Regions from separate parts of the Macaca mulatta genome. Here region 2 is linked to region 1. Evidence: chromatin contacts called from public Hi-C data. All regions are on one chromosome and are shown on one strand. The core of a region is the stretch at or near the end of the contact, and the rest is flanking DNA. Distances in the headings are between cores, read along the strand shown.

Region 1 (3,572 bases), core at 668-3,167:
AGTGCTCTACACCCATGTAACTGCACTACTAGCCTTGGCAGCCATCTTGAAAATGATGCCCGGCTCACAAGGAAGCCCATGGAATACTGTGCGTCTACTGCACGTTACCACCACCACTGCCACAAACAACCCGAAGGGTAAGTCCTAAAGACGTATCTGCAGCTTTACCTTCAAACAGGAAGAACAATGTCAAGTTACTAGTGACTATGGCCACTCTAATAAGCTACAGCCAGGGATCTAGCGGAAATTGACTTCATCAGCATGATTTTAGGACAAGGAAGAATGAAATAAGAACTGAAGGAAAAAAACCATTTTCTTGCAGATATATTATTTATGAACAAATAAAAACAGTTCTCTCTGGTCAAAGCTGTGCTAATACAGAATTTATCTCAGGTATTAAAATGAAACGTGAAACAAAGGCAATACAACCTCTCGGTAAAGATGACAAAACCTCATATACTTGACACGTCAAATCCTCTTACCCCCAAAATGTTAACAAGGCGTAAATATCCGATGTCAGTGGATCACATTCTCAAATACCGAGTTCAATAAAGTAGAAAAGGATGACAAGAATAAAAATCTACTGGACCGTACTTTCCCGTTTACCCTGTTAAGGAATGGCTCATTCACTCCGCTTGCCTTTTAAATTGCTTTGTGCTGTGACGAAGCCCTTGAAGTTAGCTTCAAATTAATATTTAGCTGCAAAACAAAGGCATTCTCTAAACCCAAATCCCTCCAGTCGTCAAGGAAAACAAACAGACAAAAAATCACATTAATACACCAGAGGTAGTAAACGCCTTTCAGAAGAGGACTGTGGATTGGCACAGCAAGAAGCAAGCAAGAAGGTAGGATGGAGGCTTCAGAGCCCAGCAGCTCACCTGTTGATGAAACCATATCCGTTCCTTACATTGAACCATTTTACTGTTCCCAAAACCTTCGTTGCTGGAAAAGAAAACAAAGCAAAACAAGCCACGATTACCAGCTATCCTTTTCCAAACCCGTCTCGCTTCGGCATCCGGTCCCTCGCACGCTGCCCGCCGCGGCCACCTGACAGCCCTTTCTCTCCACCGCCTGGGTGCGGGTCCGCGCCGGGGCCACGCCGCCGCCGCCGCACACGTGGGTGAGTCTGAAGCGCGGGGCGCTCCCGGGCAGGCCCGGGGCGCGGGCCCAGGATGGGTGTGTTCGCAGGCCGCGGACGGAGAGCACGTGAGGGAAGGGGAAGCCGCTCCGGACTGCGTAGGCGGTGCGCCGCGCTCTCCGAGCACACGCGGAAGGGAGCTGGGTGGGGGAGACGCGAACAACGGCGTGCGGGCCCGAGCGCACGAGGCCAGTCGGCGGGGAGGGGACCCCGTCGCACACGCGGTCGGCGGCGCGCGGCCGCAGGAGGAGGGGCGCGCGGCCGCGCGGGGTCCACAGGGGGCGCGGGAGGCAGTGTGCGCGCGCCTGCCGGGCGGGCCCCCGCAAGAGCGAGTGGGGGGGCGGGGGGAGGGGCGGCCGCGCGCCGCGGAGTCGGTCCCCACCGGCCGCGCGCCCGCCGGCTCGCCCAGCCCCGGCTAACGGTTCCGCTGCCAGGCTGCCCGAGGGCCCCACCCCCGTCCCTGTCCGGTCCTCACCGATGACCTTCTTGTCCCCGCCGGCAGGCGCCGCCGATGTGAGGCCGCCCGGGCCACCGCTCCCTGCGCCGCTGCCCGTAGTGCCGGGCTTGGTGTCGGCGGCGCTGAGGGCGGGGGCGGCGGGGGGGGCGGCGGGCGGCTGCTGGGTCTCGGCCTCGCTGCTCATGGTTGCGGTGATGGTGACTGGGGCCGGCTGCGGCAGCTGCGGCTCCTCCCGGGGTGTGATGGTAACTAGGCCGGCGGCGGCGGTGGGGCTGCTCAGGGCTCTCTGGGGTCCGCTCTCCGCTCCCGCTACCGATCGAACTAGCGAGAATGGCGGGACAGGCGGGATAAGCCCTACGATCGACCCGCCCTAGGCGTTGTTCACTGGCCGGTGGTACTGTCAATCTGCCCACCTGACCTCAGTCCCTGGCTTCTATTGACTAACATTTTATCAGTCCTCCACTCTCATTGGCTGTCTGGCGGCTAATTCAGCCGACCTACAACCGTTCCTGCCTCCGCCGGCCGCCATAGAGACCGGAACTAGAATTAGAGTAGTCGGCCACGAAAACCATAGAGTACCTGAGAGGACGGGCAGAGGGAACGTGACTTCCACGAGGCAGTCGACGGGCTGGCGGGCCCGACGTTCAGGGTTGTGTCTCGGCTGAAAAAAAGGCACGCCCGAACGCTGGGCAGGGATTACCCGGCCGGACCCGGGATTGGAAGGGGGCTCGACGACGCCTTAGCTCCCCGTGAAGAAAAGGCTTCCCTCCCTCCCTGCACCAAATACGGTCCCTGTGATCTGAGAACATTACGGCGGGCATAGAGTCGTCTTTTCTTTAATGGCCGTGTACTCGCGGCACAGCCGAGGGTTTCTGGAATTGCCTTAAACGTATGCGTTTGAAGAGCGTACGCTTTTGTCGGAGCAGTCACCTTGGAGGGACCACGCAGGCTCTGGCAGCCCGGGCTCAGCATGTTTAGGGCGAGGGTGTGCTCCATGGGGACCTGCCTTCTGATCCGTTTTACCAGGCATATATTTTTAAAAATGTGTCTTCCTTTTCAAGTGTTAACGTGTTTTTCTACTGGCCACAAATCAGATTTAATTCAACTCACATTTATTGAACAAGCTAGCGTCCTATGTTTTTTTTCATTTAATTCGTACAACAGCCATGTGATAGAGGAATTACTATCCACGTTTCACAAACGATAAAATTGAGGCTGCCACCTGATGTTACTGAAGTCCTCCACCCACCTTCTTTCGTTCTTTTTTAAGCGTCTACTATCGGCTGGGGATGGAATAGTTCGCGAGTCAGTTTCTGCCTTCTGATGGAGGCAGAAATTTAAACAGCCAACACGGTAAATACTCCAGAGCTGCAGAAGCACGAAGTATTTTGGGAGTAGAAGCAGGGAGAAGGTGGAGGGCTGACTTTCTGCGCACAGGGTACAGGCGAGAAGAGGTGGGATCTCGGGAAATGCAGTCAAGTAGTTCAGTAAGACTCGAATGTGACATTGGGTTGCAGAGGTGGGCAGAGTCACTTAGGTGTATTGAATTGGAAATATATCCTGAGGGGAAGAGTGAGAAGAGCAATTTTAGAGTCGTAAGTAGGGAGGGGCATCTTTTTAAAAATGGCTGCGGAGTGGAGAATGGGTTGCAGAGGGGCAAGGAATGGAAGTAGAGAAAGCAGTTAGGAGGCTAGTGCAGTATCCCTTACCCCTACCAATGCCGTCTAGGCCTGTCAGTTCCACCTCCTAAAGGCCTTCTTGAGTCAGTCCTAAACTCTCTAAATGTCAATTCAGAGTCTTCATTCCTACTGCCACTACTGTAGGCCATCATCGCCAATTGCTTAGAGCAAGGGGTAGGAACTTTTTCTGTGAGAACCAAATAATAATACAAGCTTGGCCGACAATATGGTTCTGACTTACTACTCAGGTTTGGAGCTTGAAAACAGCCCTAATTTTTACATGACACGAATCTTTACA
Region 2 (3,572 bases), core at 353-2,852, 350 kb after region 1:
GCGTCTGTGATCCAGCTACTAAGGAGGCTGAGGCAGGAGAATCACTTGAACCCGGGGTTTGCAGTGAGCCGAGATCGTGCCACTGCCCTCCAGACTGGGCGAGGGAGCAGGATTCCCTCTGAAAAAAAGAAAAAAAAAATTGCACACCCCCTTCCTCCAGTTTTCTTCATACCCCTTATCCTGGTGTATTTTTTTTTTTCCCCATAGCACCCAATGCCTTCTAACATATTACATAATTTTCTTACGTTTATCATCTTTCTCCCTATATTAGAATGAAAGCTCCAAGAGGGAAGGGTACTTGTTTTCTCTCTCTCTTCTGTTTACTGATACATCCCAAGCACTAAAATGGTGTCTGGTAACCTTAGTAGTGATTGGCAAATATTTGTTGAGTAAATGAGTACATGAACCTTCAGAATCTTGCTAGTCTTATAAACAAAAGGAATGTGTGAGTACTTTGAATCTCTAGTGCCTAGAAATGCTTGACCAAATGGCAAGTGTTCAATATTTACTGAAGGAATTGTGTGCTCAGATCTGCTGGAGTTTATCTGAACCCTTTGAGGCTATGTCAAAAAGTACCCAGGGCCAATTCACTCATGCCTCTCCTTTTCCTCTCATCCAATCAGCCCAGTATTCATCTAACAAATATCTAAGTCTCCAAATATTGAGCCACCCAATGTGAGTTCAAAAGCGTGTTTGGTGCTGCAGGGGAATATATGACTAACGCGAATGAAGCAACAGCAAATACTACACTGGAATGTAATTAAGTGTGAAATTATAGGGCAGTCTATCAGTGCTAATAGTTTAGAGAAAAAATCAGTGAAGACTGACGTAGAAGTAAATTCCAAAGTTCACTAGTCGACCAAACTACCCTTCTAAACGCTCCACCTACTGATAGTAGGACCATAACCTGGGTAGCTACCTTGAGAGTCAGAAGGGCCTTTAGAGTTCCAACTCCTTTAAGAAAGAAAGTAAGACCAGGCACGGGAAAGGCCTCCGCAGACACGAGTCTAGCACCTGGGGCTCAAGAAGTTCTGAAAGGAGGGGTGTCCTGAAGGTCCAAGGAGCCTTTGTTGGGGGTCCCGGAATCCACGGTGTGCCAGAAAAGGGGTCCGGTTTCCTGGAGAGGAGGCTAAGGTGCCGGGCGCTTCGGTGAGGTGGCGGAGGTGGGGGGGCGGGGGAGGACAGGTGGCACCATTTCTTCGGGGCATGGGGCCCCAGGTCTCCGCGGGCAGGGTCCAAAGCCACCGATACCTACTGTCCTCAACTGCGGGGTTGCTTCCGCTGCCCTTGCTCCCCAGACGCCACTCCAAGGCACAAGGACCCCAAGTCGCTTGGAACTGCAGGCCGCCAGATGACACCCGCGGAGCCGAGGCCCCGGCAGTCTCAGGGCACTACTTGTCCCAGCGGAGGGATCCCGCGTGCGTCGAAGCGGCCGAGGACGCGCAGGGACTTGACGCCGCCGACGCCGGGCAGGCGGTGCTGCGACGTCGCAGGAGGAGGTGGCGCGAGGGCGGGAGGGGGATGTGGGTCGGGAAGTAGTTCCGGGTGCGCGGCCCCGGATGTTGGCTGCTCCTGCTGCCGCCGCCGCTCTCGGCGCTGCTCGGGGCCTCGGCCGCTCGCACTAGGCACCGTTGGGACCTTTCCCGGGGGGCGGAGACGCACGCAGCGGCCGGGGGCTCGGCCGGGCCGTCCCGGCCTGCGCAGCCTGAGGTAAGTGCCCGCCGCCGGGGCGGCCGGGCCTGGGCGGCGGGCGAGGAGGCGGGGCTGGGGCATCTCCCAGATCGGAGGCAGGGGCTGCCCTCCGCGAGACGCCCTCTCTCTTCTAGTCGCAGCCGCGCTGTGGGGTGGGCGGCGGGCGGGGCAGGGGGCCTGGGTCCGGGCTGGGGCCCGGCGGGCGCTGAGGGCTGGGTCCCTCCCTCCCCCGCGGCGCTTCTCTTCAGCTGCTGCTGCCCCTCAGCCGGGAAGCAGCGGCTCCGCGTTTCCCGCCCCTCCCCCAGGCGGGGCCCCGGGGAACCAGCCGTGGATCCCGGGGGCGCCTAGTCCGAGGGCAGCTACCGTCTCCTTCCATCCATGACCTGTCCCCTGGCCGGGGCTAGCCCCCGGCCCCGGCAGTCTGCGGCTTCTTCCCTTCAAGCTTGGGGGCGCTTTTCTGCCGGCCGGGCGGGCTGTAACTCACGCCTCGGGGTGGCCCTTTGGGGTGAGGAGGCCTTTGCGAGGGTGCCTGCGTTCCCGCCCATCCTGTGTCTGTGTCCTTTGCTGGGATTAGGGCAAAGGCAGACGTTCCATGCGGACGTGTTGCTGTCCTGTGTGTGTTGCATCCTGCCCACGTGGTAGAGTGTCTCCCGCCCCCCCTCCCAGCTCCATTTTTGCAGCTGGTGAGGAGGGAGGTTAACGGGATGGTTTTTCCTCTGTGATTTCCTCCCGGTGGCATGGAAGGTGTTAGGATCAGTTTGCTTTGCCGAGGCCGACTGTTGGTTAGATGAAGAATCAAGAGTTGTACTCTGAAATTGAGGCCAGTAGGGGACATAACAGGGCTTAGTTTCATTAACATCTTTTCTCCTCTTCCATTAGCTGCTCTTATTCTTTCCTCTGTTGGTTAATCATAGAGAATAAGCGCTTGCTACGGATGAATTCAGGTATATAGTTTTCATTTCTTGATTTTACCTTTTGTGTGTCTGGTGAGCGAAGGTTTTACTATTCCGTGTTGGTGCATTCCACGTTTGTGTTGTCCCTAGTTGGATTCCTGAGTGAGTTAGAGCCATTCACTCTAATTCCTGAAGGAGTTAGAGATTGGTGGGCACCTTTTTGGTCTTTTTCTGAGATTTATTTGTGTTTGTTTTCCTCAGTTTTGTTTCCCAGTGAAAAAGCGTGATGTCATAGGAGCGTTATATGCATAGCTCTTTTTCTCACAAGGCAGCACTAGTTTCACCTAGTCACTTATTTTGTACAAGCTCTTTTACTTCACTTTTCCCCTTACTCTGTTGAGTACCCATTGCACTCTCTTTTTTGAAACTGGTTTGAAACATGTTTTGAGTAGTTTTTTTCTTAAGGTCTCTTCCAGATTAGGGTTTTCATCTTCTGTTTGGCTCTTTTGAGACCACAGATTGTTCCCGCAGTAACAGTGAGAGAAACCTATTCCCCCTGGTCCCTAGCAAATATTTATAGAAAAGCAGTAACTCCTCTCTCTTTTTCGGAGTGACATATATTATATAGATGTGATTAAATGTTTTAGTTTCTTAAATAGGAGGATTTCTCTTTTTGCTTTTGTGTCTCAGAATTGAGGTGAATCTTCTTGATTTTGTGCTGCTGAGGACGAAGCTGGGAAGTTTCTCATGCTTTCGTTAGATTTTTTTTTGGATGAGGCTAGAACTTGTTTATTTTGGCTCTTCTTTGTTCATTAGTTTGGGTAAAATAGAAAATCTTAATGTTTCGAAGTCACTTACTAGATTCCAAAGTGTCCTGAATTCTCACTTTGCTTTTCACATTGTACATTCTTTGAGTATATTTTTGACTTTTTTCCCCTTTTATCTGGTACAGTTCGTATATTCCCTTTCGTTCTATGTAGAATGAAA

The links. Hi-C and Micro-C count contacts between places; a contact is called where the count stands out from the background.
Region 2: a contact with region 1 is called in a Hi-C map of fetal cortex germinal zone, with 2.2 times the contacts expected there. The contact joins the promoter of FOXJ3 here to the promoter of YBX1 in region 1. A contact is called at or near these places in 2 of 14 Hi-C or Micro-C datasets (fetal cortex germinal zone and liver).

Annotation. Positions count from the first base shown.
Region 1 is chr1:198,076,961-198,080,532 of T2T-MMU8v2.0, forward strand. It overlaps YBX1 (Y-box binding protein 1), which reads right to left and starts at 1,918. Exons shown (of 7, transcript XM_015137151.3): 1 at 1,614-1,918; 2 at 879-942. The coding sequence starts at 1,779. LOC144334018 (a long non-coding RNA gene) reads left to right here and starts at 2,168. Exons shown (of 5, transcript XR_013403356.1): 1 at 2,168-2,948.
Region 2 is chr1:198,426,359-198,429,930 of T2T-MMU8v2.0, forward strand. FOXJ3 (forkhead box J3) reads left to right here and starts at 1,603. Exons shown (of 13, transcript NM_001266996.1): 1 at 1,603-1,710. It overlaps LOC144334019 (a long non-coding RNA gene), which reads right to left and starts at 1,425. Exons shown (of 3, transcript XR_013403357.1): 1 at 920-1,425. LOC144334021 (a long non-coding RNA gene) reads right to left here and starts at 118. Exons shown (of 2, transcript XR_013403360.1): 1 at 1-118.